Linked DNA regions of Gossypium hirsutum: region 1 is linked to region 2. A link is a contact called in public Hi-C data. All regions are on one chromosome and are shown on one strand. The core of a region is the stretch at or near the end of the contact, and the rest is flanking DNA. Distances in the headings are between cores, read along the strand shown.

Region 1 (4,635 bases), core at 631-3,130, 650 kb after region 2:
TCAAAAAGTTTATACAAATATAAATATAGACATACATATAAAAGGGTAATGATATGTTCAAGTTCCTATACTCTTTGTACATTTAAAATTTAATCTTCATGCTTTTATTTTGAATAAATTAACTTTTCTACTTTTTAGATTTAAAAAATACAAGTCGAATTGTTGAGATGGTTAAAATATTTATGTTAAATTATGATCAAATACAACACTAATTTTTTTTTGTAACATGGTTACGAAATGAATTTTTATATTATTTCAAAATGATACACTAATGAATTTTATCGAAAAATTTTAATAATATAAAATTAGATCTAAATTTTAAAATCTAAAAAATAAAAATATTGAATTCTCAAAAATATAACGAACTAAAATTTAAATGTACGAATAGGGGCATATTTTAAATTTTTGTGGTAAATAGGTAGGGATTTGAAACCGACATTCTAATTCGCTGACTAAAACAAGGTGCAACAAATTAGACCCCTTCAATACTGAGCAGAGTCAAAAAGGTGATTAGAGAAAAATGGGTCATTTTTGTCATAAATTTGATTTCCATTTCAGTCTATTTCACAACAATGTCATTTTCCAACAAACTAACCACCAAATTTGCAAATGTATTATGACCCATGTATTACAAAAATGACTTAAATAATAAAATATATCAAAATTTGGTTTTTATTTATCATAATTATGAATAACATTATGGAAAACGTAATCCAATTCAGGAAAATCATAACTTCGTACAGATAAAAGTCGCAATAAAATTTGGAATATCAATTAATAGTTTATATTATATAAAATTTAAAATTGCTATATATATTTTTTATATCAATATATTACACTATTTAAAATTACTTTTTTTTATCGTTACACTATTTAAAATTTTTGATTTAAAAGTATCATTTTCTTTATAAAATGTAAAGGTAAAAGTAGTTTAAAGAGCAAATTTTTAGATATAATGATTTTTTAAGCCTTCAACTTTGTAAAAAAAATTATTTTAGTTTTTCATTTAATAATTTTTTTTAAGTCATAAACTTGTATTATTTGTTAAATCAAAATGGATAAAAAAATAACATTCATTAACTTTGTTGATGTGACAGTCCGCATGTATATCACATTAGAAATTAATTAATTTTTTAAAAATTAAAAAACTATATACTTTTTAATAATTTTAATAACTCTTATATTTTTAATAAATTTTATAATATTTTTAAATTTTAAAAAATTAATTAATTGATGACACGATATTCATAAGGTAATCTATATTTATGCCATATCGATAAAATTAACAAAAATTAATTTTTCTATTTATTTTAAAATAATTTCACAATTGACATAAATTTTAAAATAAAAAATAAATAAAAATAATTTTTAAAAAAAATTAAAGAATCAAATAAATTAACTTTTCACCATTTTATTTGCTATTCAATTAATGTAAACAAAGAAAATTGATTAATGATGTGACGGTAGACATGGGAAACATTTTCTAGTCGAAGAAATTCAAATGCGAAGGTTAATTCGGGCATATTCATTAAATAAATTTATAATTTTATTTAAATAAAATAATAATAGTTTAAATAAAGCAATTACTTGTGGAATGGTTTATTTCCAGCGGAGGGAAAACTCAAAGACTGGAAAAGGAATAATTGTTATGGTAAGTGAACCATCATCATCAGATTCCGGCCTCCACCAAATCAAAAACAAATCTCTACCGTCCGATTCCTCGTATTACTGTGACCGTCCAAACGCAGTATCCATTACCAAATCAAAAACAACCCCCGCTAATAAATAATGAAAAAGACCGGAAGTTAGCCGGTTCAACCCGTGGCCCCCACCCTGGTTCGAATATTTGATGGCCAAAGAATTCACGCTTCTCGATACCTGAAGACAAAATTCCTTTCCCCCTCGACCATCAATTTTCCCTTTTTAATAACATATTTTAATATTTATTTTGCTAAGTTAATGTCCCTTTTTAATATTATTTTCCTTTTATTTCCCTTTCTCCCTGTAAAAATCTCGATCTAAAAAAGGGAAAAAATTTATTGTCTGAAAATCCTCCGAGCTCAACAAGAAGCTTAAACTTTCACCTTTTTGCTAACCCAAGCAATATCGACATTCTTCTCCCACTGCCACTCCCTTTTAGATTTGTTTATTTTATTTTTATTTTTTATAAAATATAAAATAATTCTATTTTTCGAGATCACGGTGCAGTTCAACCGTCTTGTTTCAGTCCACACCAACGGCTACGGTTGCATGTTCGACGGCCGGAGTTTGTTCCATCGCGAAAGCGATCAAGACGGGTACGTCGTTGGAATCTATGTCTAGTGCTGAGATTTGGAGAGTAGGATTTGCCGACTACTTTGGATGCCTATTGGTATTGGCTGCAGGATAAATGCTTTTTATTTGGGATTTAGGGTTTCCGAGCCTGGTGCTCGTGCTCTCCCTCCTCCTTCCTTTGATCGGCTTTTTCGTAAGGCGGAAATGGCAGTTTTCTGTAGCAAGGCAAGCGGAGATAAAGAGGCTCTTGATTTTGGCCTCTGAGGAGGCGGCTAGAGTCGAGCTTGAAGCGACTATTGAATACGGTACGGTTTCTATTTCGCGGAACTATCACCAGTGTGCTGTTTGTTATTGTCCTACTACCACGCGGTGCGCTCGCTGTAAAGGGGTTCGATATTGGTACGTTAGCTTGTTAATTTCGTGTTATTGTTCTAATTTATTTATAATTATTGAGATTTCTTTTTGTTTAGGCGATTTTGTTTCAAATGTATTTGAGATAAATTTGATTCTTTTATCTGACAATACTGTCTTAAAGAGTATGTAATCGAAAAAATATTTGATTAGATAAGTGCTTCAAGTAGCGCAGGGCGAGTGTGGGTCTAGTTTAAATACGCTTTAACATGTGTGAATGTACGGTAGTCGTGTAAGTGTTTATGTAGTGAGCAACGAAGCAATTTAGAAGACTTTGTGAAAATTAATTTTAAACCCAACATCCACAATCTATCATTGATGGGAAGTTTGGAGTTGGTCTTAAATGCTGCAATTTTTTGGTGGATGTTTATGCTGATTTTCTGAAAATGTTTTGGTTTGTAAATTACATGTTTGAGCCTCCTATCTCTAGGTTACAAAGACAGGATATTAGAAAAACAATTCCTCTTGAAAATAACCTTTTCCTTTGTGCCTTTTTTGTCTGCAGTTTAGGGGTTCTTTTTAATCTAAGAGTTGAGGTTTTGTATGTTCACTAACTACATTTGCGAATCATTAAAAATGTGGTTCATTTGATGGAAAAGTAACCAAAAGAAAATCCACCTAATGAATAGAGAAAATATTTTAGCTTTCCCCCTATCACCTTGTTGTAATTCTAAGGATTTCTTTTACTGATTTGAAGGGACAACAATAGTAAATTATGTCCGTGTTTAGCATTATTTTCTAATGATACAATTGATTTTGTAGAAGTTCTTTTAACAGTTTTTTTTTTTAATACCAAAAATTGGATGTTTTAGTTCTGCGAAGTGTCAAATTATTCACTGGCGGCAAGGTCACAAGGAAGAATGCCACCCACCTGCCATTGCCATACACCAAAATCATGATGAAGGGAGCGATTATGGTCAGAAGGCGATAAATCAAGACCAATATGGAGATAGATATGAGATTGAAGAAAAGTCACATGCAAAGTTAATTGGAACATCCTCTACTGAATCTGCATTGTTTAGTTCCATCACAGGACCTGCATTATTGAGTTCCTCTAGCTCTTCTGTGGTTTTAGATGGGAAGGATGATGATGCAAAGGTTGAGTTTCATGCTGATAGGGAAGGACTGAGCTCTGCTCCAGAATCTTCCAGTGCTTCATTTTCAGGATTTTCGTCTGCAGCTGGTAGTGAATCATCTGATGATGTTTCTGTGTGTGAGAGCGTAAGTTCAAATGAGCTTGATAAATTGGATGGTTCCTCATCTGCTGATGTTAATCTTGACACGTTTTGGACTTCTGTTGTCAACAATGTGGATCAAACCAATCCATCATCCCCTAAATTTGTCAGTTTGGTTGATTCTGTAGATGAAATTTCTAAATTAAGTCATAGCAAGCCTGATCAAAGTGAAGAGAGCCAGTGCAGAGCAACTAGTTCTTCAGGATTAGGTGTTAGTGATATGTCTGAGGGCTCAAATGCTGAGGCTTCTAGATTTTCTTCTGATTTTTGGGGCAGAACTTTGGAATCAGTTCCATCTACAAGTGTTGATGACAATGAGTCATTTAACTCTTATCATAAAGAAGGCAGTAAAATGGCCTCACTTGATTCTGGATCATCCTTACATTTTTCATTTACTTTGGCTGGAAATGCTTCTTCCTCATATCCGCAAGTCTCCAAGGTGAAAGATGCCAAATTGGATGATGCTACTCAATGTGCTACTACTTTGGGGCATTCCAAGCTTTCAGATGGAGTAGTTTTGTCCGAAAATGGTGGTTTAGATTCTCCGAATGAAGGAAACTCCAAGTCCTCAAATTCTGTATGCACCAACCAGGGTGAATGTGGATCTAACAATATTCAGCATGTTATAAATCCCAGAGAAGCTATCAATATAGATTTTCCGCTAGTCGGTAGCTTGTCATCTTCCCATTTTGAAAAATCAGGCTCTACTGTTGTC
Region 2 (4,164 bases), core at 946-3,445:
AATAAGAGAGAGAAAAGGGTGAGAGGAGAGAAATTTGGCCAAAAAAATTTTAGTTGAAAATTTAATATCTTCCTTAACAACTGAACCTTAGCCTGGTGAAGAAGGGATTCACCAAAAATATGCTAATGGAAGTGTAAAATATAAGACTCGAACACAGGTGCCAACAACAAAATAAAACAAAATGTAGTCACAGATGACTCTGAGCAGCAAGGGGAAAAAGAAATCAAAGAATAAATTCCATGCTACCTCCAGACAAGTTCTATAAAAAAGGAAATTGAAATGAAAACCTAACTGAACTCAAACATTATGGGACTTTGATCCTTGACCTCCATAAGATGTCTCAAGCATGAATCTAATGTAAACCATCAAAAAATACAGTTCTACAATCCAGTTCTAATATAGCTTCTTCATCACATAAACCATCCAAAAATACAATACTACTTAATCAAAATGCAATACTACTTAATCGATACTACTTCAAAAGGCTTGCCTAATGGTTTGACCAAAATGCAATACTACTTAATCAATGTAGACTTAGATTTAATAGTTGAAATAGTAAATACTTTTAAGTTGTTCTCTGGCTTATTCTATAAATTATTTTTCTCTATTATTCTTTTTCTTTGTTTTCCTTCTTTCACTCACCTTTCTTCTCCCTTTTCACTCTAAGGTGGTTCCATCTATCTTTCTTCCTTTGTTTCTCACCATTAACAGTTTGCTTCCTTTTATAAGTTACAATGATTAAGCTCATATCTAGAAGAGATGATTATCATCCAAATTCAACCATGATAAACTAATAATAAGCAATGGAGTTCATATAGAATGTTCACATGGCAAACCAAAATTTAATCTTATATTAACTTAAGCCAGATATCTCAAATCAACAAGGAATCTGCATAACAGTCACAAAAATGAAAATCAAAAGACAAAATCTATAATACTAAGATAAGTGAGCATTGGATATGAGTATAGGTATACTCATTTTTTTCGAAGTTTTTCCATATATTTGAACAATGATACTACATATTTGTGTCCATATATGTGTCAAACACAGGCATAAAGAGTTGGTAACATAAGATGGTATTTATAAACTGACTAAAGCATCTACATTCTTTTCAACTTGCAACAATCCATATCCTATTCATGTTAATTTCCATAACAACAAATATGCATTTATAAGTATAAAAGCTATCAAACCTAGGGTCAAAGAAATCATTACCTTCCAAGGCCATAATGTAGTTATAGCAGTCTCTGCCATCGAGAAGAAAGCTGAAAGACCCAAAAAAATTGTCAAAACCAGATCTTGTTCCTTAAACACTTTAAGAATCATAGATGCCTTAGGCCAAGCATTCCTCAACAACAATATGCACTGCCCAATAACTCCATAACCAGCATTAGCCACTCCGTCTACAGGAAAAACTCTTTTGCATCCAAACACCAATACATCACAAACCATTGCCACCAAAATACCCCTTTTCACCAAAACCATTTTTTATCATTCCTCACACCTTTATTTTCTTCCTTCAACGATCCCACGTGACCAAAACTACCATTTTTAGGGAATCCAAAAGCTTTGAAAGCTTGGGGGTTTGAACAGGTGGATATAACAGGAGCTGGGTAGTGATTGGTTTTAGGTAAAAACTTTGATTGGTTCTTCAAATTTCGATTAAAAAACATGAAAGATGAGGAATTTGTTGAATAAATAAAAATAGGTCGACTGAAAATTGAGGATTCAAGTGCCATTTTTATCAATAAGAATAAATCAATAATTAAAAAAAAAAAAGAAGATCGAAACTTGTTTAAGCCAAAAAGAAGAAGAAGGGATTTTCAGGTTTCAAAGGAAGAGTCGTTTGGTGAAGGAATGATTCTAGTTAGCTGCAAGTGGGATGGCAATATATTGAAGAGAGAAAGAGTTGAATAAGAAGAGAAAATACAGACTGGGTTCGGAGGAAATGGGATAAAAAAAAGGTTTAAATTGATAAATTGGGAATTTGTTGATATTACAGTGGAAGGAAGAAGCATGAAAAAGAAAGGAAAATATTTCAGACGCGTGAAAGAAAGGATAATGGTGAGGGTAAAATTGAAAGCTTTAACTAATTTCTTACCCACCCATTTCCTGAATCGTCATTTTGTGGGGAGATCACCGAATGCTAAACAGCATTTTTGCCCTGAATAAGCCTGTATGGAATAGAGCTGTAAAAGCTTATTACACCCAACCAAGCAATAGTTTAATAATGGGTCCACTGAATTGAGCTGTAATGCATAGATAATACAGCCAACCAAACATGCTGTTAATGTTTGGAAGTTTATGAAGTAGATATGGTTATTCAAATTTGTTATCACCAAACCCTTATATGTATTTGGCTAAAAAGGAAATGTCTAATAAATAATTTAAAAAATTGATGTCATTTGAAATAATGGTATAATCTCTCTTTCCCTTTCACATATGAATAATATATTTTTATTGTATATGCTATATATTTTGTTAAAAAAATGAATATTTTTATTCTTATTGAAAGTCGAACTCAAGGCTTCCTGCTTATCACATGAGTGCTCTAAACAACTGAACAATACAATTGTCTCTGCACATTTTTTAGGTAAGTTATTTATTTGAAAATACACTGTATATTATATATAACAATTCTTTACTTATTTCAAATAAAACTCTAGGTTATGTCTCGTTCTTTAATTGATATATAATAAAATAGATTGATATATAGTAAAATAGCCAAGACTACAACTTTTAAAATGAAAGTAAAACGTAAAGTAATATTTTCTCACCACAAAGTTAGTCTTATATCTGAAAGATAATGCATTAGAAGGCTATGCGCTGCATCTTGTATATAGTGAGTACTTTAGGATTTTATTAGTTAACCCATAAGAAGTAGCATTTGACTTTTCTGCTTGCTTAGGCAAGCTCATCAAAAGTATGCATAATGTTTTTTTCACTTATTTGATTATAAGCTACAAGTTTTGTTAAGATTATAAAGAAATTTATGTAGTTTACGTTCCTTATTCTTTTGACTAAGAATTCAGTAATTTTCGAGTTGATCAATATAGATTCCTTCATCCAACTCGTCATTTAGGAATACAGTCTTTTAAGTCCATTTGTGATGTATCACTCCAATATGGAGTAGATAGCTAATATGCAATTTTTGCTATTGTCAATTGGGAATAAGTCTTCAATCGTCTGTAATTGTTTCCATTTAATCCTTTGAGCCTTTCGACATTGGTATTTTGAACTTTTACGATCTCTAGATTCATGGAATAACAATTTAACTGTTCTAGCTAGACTACAATCCTCTGAAATCCCTACCATCAAAACGTGGGCACTCAAACTTGAAATTTCTTCCCGCTGAGTCCAACGTACTAACCCTCGCCCAAATGGCCAGATTCAACCATAGGAGATAACAATAGGTATTAATTTGGTGGAAATTGTTGAGGTGTATCACGAAGTATCCCTTTACCTTTGTCTGCAGATGAACCATGAGCAGTTGTTGGCACATGCCCTATGTACTGCTCAAAAACATTTTGAAGCTCGGCTCGAATGTCCCCTTTTATCTCCTCATGAAACTCCTTGAGACGAGAGTCTATTCGAGCATCAACCTTTGCTAGGTTGATTTGCAATTGAGAAAGATCCTATTGCATAAGCCCCATGTCCTTTTGCAACCTCGTCGTAATTTTGTCACCGACCATCAGAATTACTGCAGCTTTGATGCCCTTGTTACCGTCGAAAAATTCAGAAAGAGAATTTAATAGAAAAAGAGTAGGAAGAGAGGACAGAGCACGAGAGAGAAGAGAGAGAGAATACGAGGAAAACCAATTCTTTTCATAACCACCTCCTATGTCAGGTAAGTGGTTAAAAAGGAGAGAGAACAGATTCTCACAGCTGTCATAACAGGCCCAAAGCTCCTCGTTTCATTAATAGGTCCCTCTACCCTTGATAACCTTCCCCCCAAAATGTACCGTATTATTAAACGGGTTCAAAACCCAGCGTTTACAACTAAATTAAAAAGAATATGAAATTAATTGAATTTCAAATAAGTGACCGTTGTTGACCGATTTTTGACTTTCATTTTGGCCCATAACATAATATATTTATAGTTGTATATCTATCCATATTATATATAATTATGATGATTTTGGTGAATATATAAATATATATTT

Evidence for each region. A called contact is a pair of places that touch in the nucleus more often than the background predicts.
Region 1: a Hi-C map of leaf shows a contact between it and region 2, with 2.2 times the contacts expected there. The contact joins the promoter of LOC107951413 here to the promoter of LOC107951113 in region 2. A contact is called at or near these places in 2 of 34 Hi-C or Micro-C datasets (both in leaf).

Annotation. Positions count from the first base shown.
Region 1 is chrA02:18,417,827-18,422,461 of Gossypium_hirsutum_v2.1, forward strand. It overlaps LOC107951413 (ubiquitin carboxyl-terminal hydrolase 16), which reads left to right and starts at 1,881. Exons shown (of 11, transcript XM_041083447.1): 1 at 1,881-2,673; 2 at 3,498-4,635. The coding sequence starts at 2,390.
Region 2 is chrA02:17,766,317-17,770,480 of Gossypium_hirsutum_v2.1, forward strand. It overlaps LOC107951113 (putative DUF21 domain-containing protein At3g13070, chloroplastic), which reads right to left and starts at 2,196. Exons shown (of 2, transcript XM_016886046.2): 1 at 1,217-2,196. The coding sequence starts at 1,486.